Linked DNA regions of Neogale vison: region 1 is linked to region 2. A link is a contact called in public Hi-C data. All regions are on one chromosome and are shown on one strand. Each heading gives the region's core, a stretch centred on a gene start, on an enhancer-like site or on the middle of the called end of the contact. The rest is flanking DNA. Distances are from core to core; before and after follow the strand shown. Region 1 holds the start of ARPC5 (actin-related protein 2/3 complex subunit 5). Region 2 holds the start of SMG7 (protein SMG7).

The links. A called contact is a pair of places that touch in the nucleus more often than the background predicts.
Region 1: a Hi-C map of muscle shows a contact between it and region 2, with 5 times the contacts expected there. The contact joins the promoter of ARPC5 here to the promoter of SMG7 in region 2. A contact is called at or near these places in 3 of 3 Hi-C or Micro-C datasets (fibroblasts, muscle and tongue).

What each region holds. Positions count from the first base shown.
Region 1 is chr10:50,287,566-50,290,965 of ASM_NN_V1, forward strand. ARPC5 (actin-related protein 2/3 complex subunit 5) reads right to left here and starts at 1,451. Exons shown (of 4, transcript XM_044267275.1): 1 at 1,090-1,451. The coding sequence starts at 1,232.
Region 2 is chr10:50,121,166-50,124,706 of ASM_NN_V1, forward strand. SMG7 (protein SMG7) reads left to right here and starts at 1,294. Exons shown (of 24, transcript XM_044267264.1): 1 at 1,294-1,535.

The DNA.
Region 1 (3,400 bases), core at 201-2,700, 170 kb after region 2:
TATAGTTACAACCAATATTTTCACTCCTATTTCTCCATTATACTTTATTTAATAGGACACTGATGAGGAAAGGGTTTAGAGTCTTCCCTATCTTATAATACATTCAAGAATAATTAGAAATGAGTGAATTCAGTAATTGAGATTCTCTAAAATTACAGCATTAGTTGTTGCAACATTTACATTCTTCTAAAAAAGATGTGATGCAAATGCGCAAATTTATGAATATTCAAATATGCAAAAACAAAACCCAGGAACTGACAGCCGCATTTTAACTGAAATGGAAACGATTTCAGGGTTACAAAAATGATCCTGCTTTGTACAAATGACTCATCGTCTATTTTATTCACTGGGGTTTATTTTAAATATTTCCAGGGATTCTCCATATGCAATCCCTCTTTCCATTGTCCCTCGCCTAGCAGGTAAAAAGCCTCCAACCTTCCTTCTCGGGAGTTGGTTGTTCCGTATTCTTTCCCTTCCTCCCGGTTAACAAATTCTGTACCTTGCAATCTTTATCTTGCCAAATTCCTTTCTCTTTACATAATAATGCTTTTAAAAAACGCCCAGGGGCTAAAAGGACCGAGGGCCTCCATTCTGCAAACCGCCCCATCCCTCCCAGCAAGGAATAAACTCTCCCAACGCTGCCAAAACCAAACCACCAAAACAGAAGCAGCAGCCTGCTACTCCCAATCACAAATTTCTGGAGCCGAGGTGACTCCGGCCAGCACCGTCCTGGGGAGGCCAACGTGAGCGCCCCCCGAGAGCCAGAGGGCAGCACCAGATGCCTCCCCCCGCGCCGCGGCGAGGGCGCGGCCAGCCCCGCCAGTTCCCGGAGGCAGGAACTCCGGACGCAACCTGAGGAATCGGGGCGGGCAGGGCGCGCGGGGAAGGGCGAGTTTCCGAGGCGGGTCCCCGGGGTCTCGGGTAGAAATGGGAGTGTCCCCTGCCCTCTCAGAGCGGAGGACCCCAGAGAGACGGATTTAAGTCATGGGCCGCTGGGGGCAGCTCCGCGCCCCTGGCCCGGGGGGCTGCGGGGTCCCGGGAGAGGGGCGGGGCGGGACGGGGAAGGGAGGCCGGCGGACGCAAGGATATTGCCGCAGGCAGGAGTCCACCTCGCCTTCGTCGGGCCCGGCCTGCCCGTCGCCCCCGTCTTCCTCGTCCACGAACTTGTTCTCGTCGTACTCATCCACGTCCACCTTCCGGAACCGGGCCGACGACACCGTGTTCTTCGACATCCCGGATCCGGACCGGCGGCGAGAGCCTCCTCTGGGTTGCTGCCTCTACCTCGGTAAGCGAAGCCCACCAGGAACCCGCAGCCTGGCGCCTTCACTTCCCTCTTCCGCTCTGGGGCGTCGCCGGCAGTCAGGGCTCTGGCGCTTCTGGGCCTGCGCGCTGGCGGCGCTCCTTCCTCCTCAGCTTCATGCTCTTCTCTAGCCTCCTACGCCGCCCCCGCTCTTCCCCGGGGAGCGCGCGCGAGGGAGGGAGCGCGCTGAACGCAGTGCGCAGACGCGGGCTCTCTGCAGGAAAGGGGCGGGGCTGGGAGAAGGAGGCGGGGGCGGAGGGGGCGGGGCCGGGGGAGGGCCGAAAGCGGGGCCGCGGGCTGAGGGAAGAGGCAATTGGTCGTCCGGTGCCGTCATGTGATCCTCAGAGGGTTTCCATAGCAACGCTTCTCTGCGGTCCAGTCGGGGCGGGGGGTGGGGGGGGTCCTTAGCTTGGTGGCTATGGGCCCTGGGGGCGGGTGGCTTTTGCTGCCGCCGCCGCTGCCGGCGACCTGTCATCTGGGTCCTGCGTGAGGTCCGGCTGGCCCGGACTTGCCTGTGAGGTGGGATGGACTGGTCGCCGGACCGCGTCCCCTGCAGTTGGCAGGAGTCTGGGGCGGAGTGATGCGCGCCCGTGCGCCCGGCGTCGTTTTAGTTGTCAGAGACATCACTTCGGACCGTGCACTGCCGGTGGCTGCGCTCCTGAGCCGGGAGCCCCTTTCCCCGGGTTGGAGCTACGCTGTGCAGCCAGCGGGAGGTCCCCAAGGACGGAGTCGAAAGGTCATATCTTATCCGTCAGTGCTGTGTGACAGCATCCCGACGGCACCTGCAGAGTAGGTATCATATCCGTCGGGAGGGAGGGGGGGGTTCTGGGCAGGGGCCGGGGTGGCAAAACTGGGGCGAACCTGTGGAGTTTGGGGTAGGGTCAGTCACGGACATCTTAAAATGAGTGGCTGTTTGGAGCAAGATTGTTAGAAAAGGACAGGGGCGAGTTCCGCTCTCCGGCGATGTGGGGAAACAAAACGTGTGAGGATTAGTGGAAACCAGATCTTGAAGATTTATGTTTGTGACTTAAGATTTGTATGATCCTGCTAGGCCAGCTTTTCCTTACATTTGACATCCTCGTTTCTGAGAGCAAAGCTCTTATAAGAAGATAGAGTCACTCGCACTAAAGAAATGGTAGGTGTGCTCTGTGTATAACACTGAAATACAGATATTTGCAGAATAAAATTATTTTGGACATTCAGCTGGACGCTGCTCAGATAGCTTTATGTTTTCCTGACATCCTGTCAGGTCTAGCTCAATTCCATCTCAAGCTGAAAGCCGGTTGTTGCCCTGTTAACACCCCAATCCTTAGTTTCCTGTGCTGTATTGAAGAGAGCACTGGACTCAGAGTCGGGAAATCCTGGCTCAGGTCTTTTCGACTCATAATCCATTTGATTGAGGCATTCCACTTAAAATTCTGAATTTCAGGCTCCTCGTCGCTGAAGTGGAGCTAATAATGTGTACTTCACGAGTCTGTTCTGATGATTAAGTACAGGAAAGTGTTCCGAAGCTCTAAAATTCTATGTACATGTAAAATACATGTTACCTGTACCATTGATTTTGGCACTAGTCTTATGAATTATTTAATGACAGATCATGTTTTATTTCGTTCCTGGAAGAGATCAAAAGATTCTGGAGGGCAAAGACTTGTCTTATATTTATTTTGTATCTTATTTACATCTGATATAATGCTCGGCATGCAGGTAGAACTCAATACATTTAAGTACTCAGTTATTCATTGATGAATGCATAAATGTTTGAAAGTCAGAGTGAACATAATGAATCAGTAAGGAAAGGAAGAGACATCTCAAAATCAACCATTTGTTGGACAGATACGCATACATATGTATATATGTGTATCTATATCTACATTGACATGTATACATATGTATATATGTGGAGATATAGACATATATATGTGTATGTATATGTATATATGGAGAGAGACAGAGGGAGTTCTCAGGAATGGAATGCATCCTTTCTTGAAAGGAAGAAGCAATATGGCATTTTTCTCTTCTCAATTAAATCACTCTTATAGAAAATATATCATTTAGGTGGTGGAAGTGACATTTCTTTAAGATTCAAGTTATGCAAACACA
Region 2 (3,541 bases), core at 44-2,543:
CAGTCGTGGGCGTTTCACCACGTCCCTGGCTCTAAATGCTGGAAAACCTCGTCAAGCGTGCTAGGATGGGTTCCCACACTCACTCCCGTGGCCTCCCCGCAGCAGGAGGTGGCGCGGTCGCCCAGGGCGAGTGGGCGGCGGTTCGGGGGATTTCGGCAAGGGGTCGACCCAGAGGCAAAAGTCCGAGGTCTCTCCCGGCAGGAGAGGAATCTGGGTCGTCGTGTGCCGTTCTCCTCCCTCAGGGACCCCGTCCTGGCGGGATCCCGCCTCTCCCGGCCCGAGGCAGTCCCGGGGAAACCCCTCGCCCGCCTCGCAGCTTCGCGCCGCGACCTCGCCCCGCCGCCTCGCCCTCGGCGCTCCCGTCCGCAGCTCGCGGGCCTTCAGGCCCCGCGTCTCCCTCGAAGGCCCGCCCCTCTTCACGCCCCGCGCTGAGAGGAAACTGGAGGTGGTTCCCGCCCGCAGGCGGGTGGAAAAGCCCACGGTGAATGCCTCGGGGTCTCCCATTGTTGCGGGAAGGGGAAAGGGAAGAGGAAATGAACTTCACCGCCCAGGAGATCACCCGGATTCCCAACCTGGGGGAGGCTTTCAGACGGAAGGGAAGCCAAGGGGGAACCCTGGGCACTTTCCCGGGAATCCGTTCGCGAAGGGAGGGTCACCCGGTCCGCACACAGTGGTTACTATGACAATACAACCACAGCCTCCAGTTGCCATGGCAGCTGCTGATCCAATCCGATTGGTTTCCTTTCTCTTCCTCCCCGGGCTCCACCCCATCCCCTTCAACAGTCTCCAGGCGTGCAGGAGGTGGGGCCCCCAGAAAAGGGGAGGGGGTCCTTAGCGTCACTCTCTGGGCCGCGAGGGAAGACTAGAGTTGAGGGACTGGCAGGCGGAACTGTAGGAGGAAGGGGCAGCGTTTCCGGTAGGGAAAAGTGGAGGAGTGGAAAAAGGAAGAGAGAAATTGGGTGGAGTGGAAAGACGGGGGAAGACTTTGAGTGTAACCCCTGGTTCATTTGGGCTCGATGTTCCCGGTGAGGCTGGGGTTGCCCCCTCGCGCTGGAGAGGGGTGGATTGGCCGGAAGCCGCCGAACGCCTCCAGCAGGCCGCTCAGCAGCCGCACAGGGGCCTCACAGCTAGCCGATCCCAAAAGGGAGCGCTACAGAGAGGCAGAAGTCACCCGGAGGGACGGGCGCCACTGAAATCTCGCGAGAGGGACCCCCACTTCCTTCCTCTGCTTCTCCCTCCTCTTTCCCCCCCGCCCCCTTCCCTTCTCCCTCCCCCTCCCCCCTCCCGGGTCGGAGTGTCCCTGCGCCCCACGGGCCAGAGCAGCAGCGAGAGCAGCTTTCCCCGCTCCCTCCCCCTCGCCTCACTCACCCCCACCCCCCCGCCGAGCGAGGAGGAGCCGGAGGAGAGGAAGATGGCGGCGGCCGCCAGCACCCGCGGAGCCGCGGGGCCGCTTCGAGGAGCCTGAGAGACCCACAGAGGCTTCGCGGGAAGACGCGGCGGCGGAGGATGAGCCTGCAGAGCGCGCAGTATCTCCGGTGAGTGCAGAGGTCGGTCCCGTACGTGGGGGGAGCTGATCGAGGGTTGGGGCACGGAGCAACAGCCACAGAGGTGGTGTGTCGGGGTGGCGGGGGAGTTGCTGTGTCCTCTCCTTCCCCGGCGGGGAGGCGGGGGCTGCGAGGGGGTCCGCGGGAGGGGGCGGGGCGGGCACACTCTCGGGTGCCTAGCCCCCTCCTGCCGGGCTGAGTTCCAGCGTAGCCAGCTAGTCCAGGTGCCGGGAAGGAGGTTAGGGAAGCGTGAGAATGTGTGTGCGCGCGCGCCCCCAGGGTCGCAGGCTCGCTGGCGGGGGACGTGGGTGGGGGCGGGGGGAGAAGGTGGCGGCGACCCCGAGTGGAGGTGGGCGTGGAGTCTGATCCCGGTGGTGGGGGTAACATTGTGTGGTGTAGGGTGTGGGATTGGTTGGGGCGATGCATGGGGAGAGGACGAGGTGGAAGTCTGCACACCTGTGGGGGGGGGTGTCGAGGAGGGAAGGCTAGAGGAGAGGGAGACCGCTGGAAACCCGAGTTTGTTCTCTGTTCTCGAATTGAAAGTGCTGAGGAATAATGTCCTCTGTAGTTAGTTGGCGAGGTGGGGGTGGGAGATAAAAGAGGGAGAATGGATGAGGAAGTGAGGAAAGAGGGAGGTACTATGGACGGTGTTGGGTTCCCCAGAAGAAACTGAGTTAGAATTAGTGTAGTCGGAAGATACCATTCTGAGTCGTGTGCATTCATTAAGAGTGGTGTAAGGAACTTGTATGTCGGAGGTAGAGTGACGCATGGGTACAGCGTGTGCGAGTATGTGATGTGTGTCTGGGTGGTGTAAAGGGAGCGACTGATAAACATTTTTAGGAAGCGAAACACAGATACATTGGAACCAGGTATGCGATGATGAGCATATTGAATAGAAAGACACCAGCGATTGTGCAGCCAGGAAGGTTCCATGGAAGCAGAGTAAGAGCTTGGAGGTAGAAAAAGAGGGTCAAAATCTTGATGGCAGAGAAATACAAGGTTGTTGGAGCCTGAGATTAATTGGAGAGTTACTACTTATTAGAAAAGGGGAAGGAAGGCCTTAAAACGGATCCTTTTTGTTTTTCAGGAGCAGAACTAAGGCAGGCTTATGGGAAGATCTTTAAAAAATTGGTTTCATACCTTGTAGAGGAGGGAATTGCATGGGGTAGAAGTCTGAAATGAGCAGAAAAGTCACTCTTTCTGTTTAGTGAAGTGAAAGCATTGATGATTGGCTTTCTGTATGCATATTACAAGAGAAGGTAGGTAGTAAGTTATATAGGAGAGTGGTTATTCTGCTTACGAAAGTAGTAATAGTTTCATTAAGCAGAGTGTGGAAAGAAGAGAGTGATGAGATCTTTGAATTATGGTTGAATGCCTGAGTTTAATAGTGACAGGATCCACACAACATATGTGCTCAATGACTGTAGGGTAGTTGGAATGTTCTCTTTCTATCACAGTTCTTTTTCTCCACTATTATCCTTTTATTATTTAACATGTCAGATGAACTTAATAAATACAACTGTGGGAAAGCTCTATAGTAGATGTTATAGAAGGGAGATTATGGGAACCATTAGGATAGTACTTAATTTTAAGGAATTTGCTATTTAGTTTATTAGGCAAGTAAATTAATAATAGCACAGAGTAAACTATGACAAGTGTCAAAAGATGCCAAGTATTATAAGAGTCCAAAGGCAGAAGGTTACATGAGCAGTTGGGGGAAATATGGAAAAGCTTCCTTTGTTCATTTGCTCATTCATACACTCATTATTCGTCAGTTTTTGGGGAGGCATTGTCTCAGTGGTAAGAATAGAAAAGAACTCTACCCTCTTCTTACTGAGTTTACAGTTTGTTAAGGTTCAAGGAGAAAATGCCACTCAAAATGGACCTTAAGGATAAGCAAAATTCTGCCACGTGTGGACTGAGAATGGGGAATCCAATGGAAGGAAACTGAGCAGAGATACTAAGATAGGAAGGTTGGGGACCAGGGAAGGTTTATA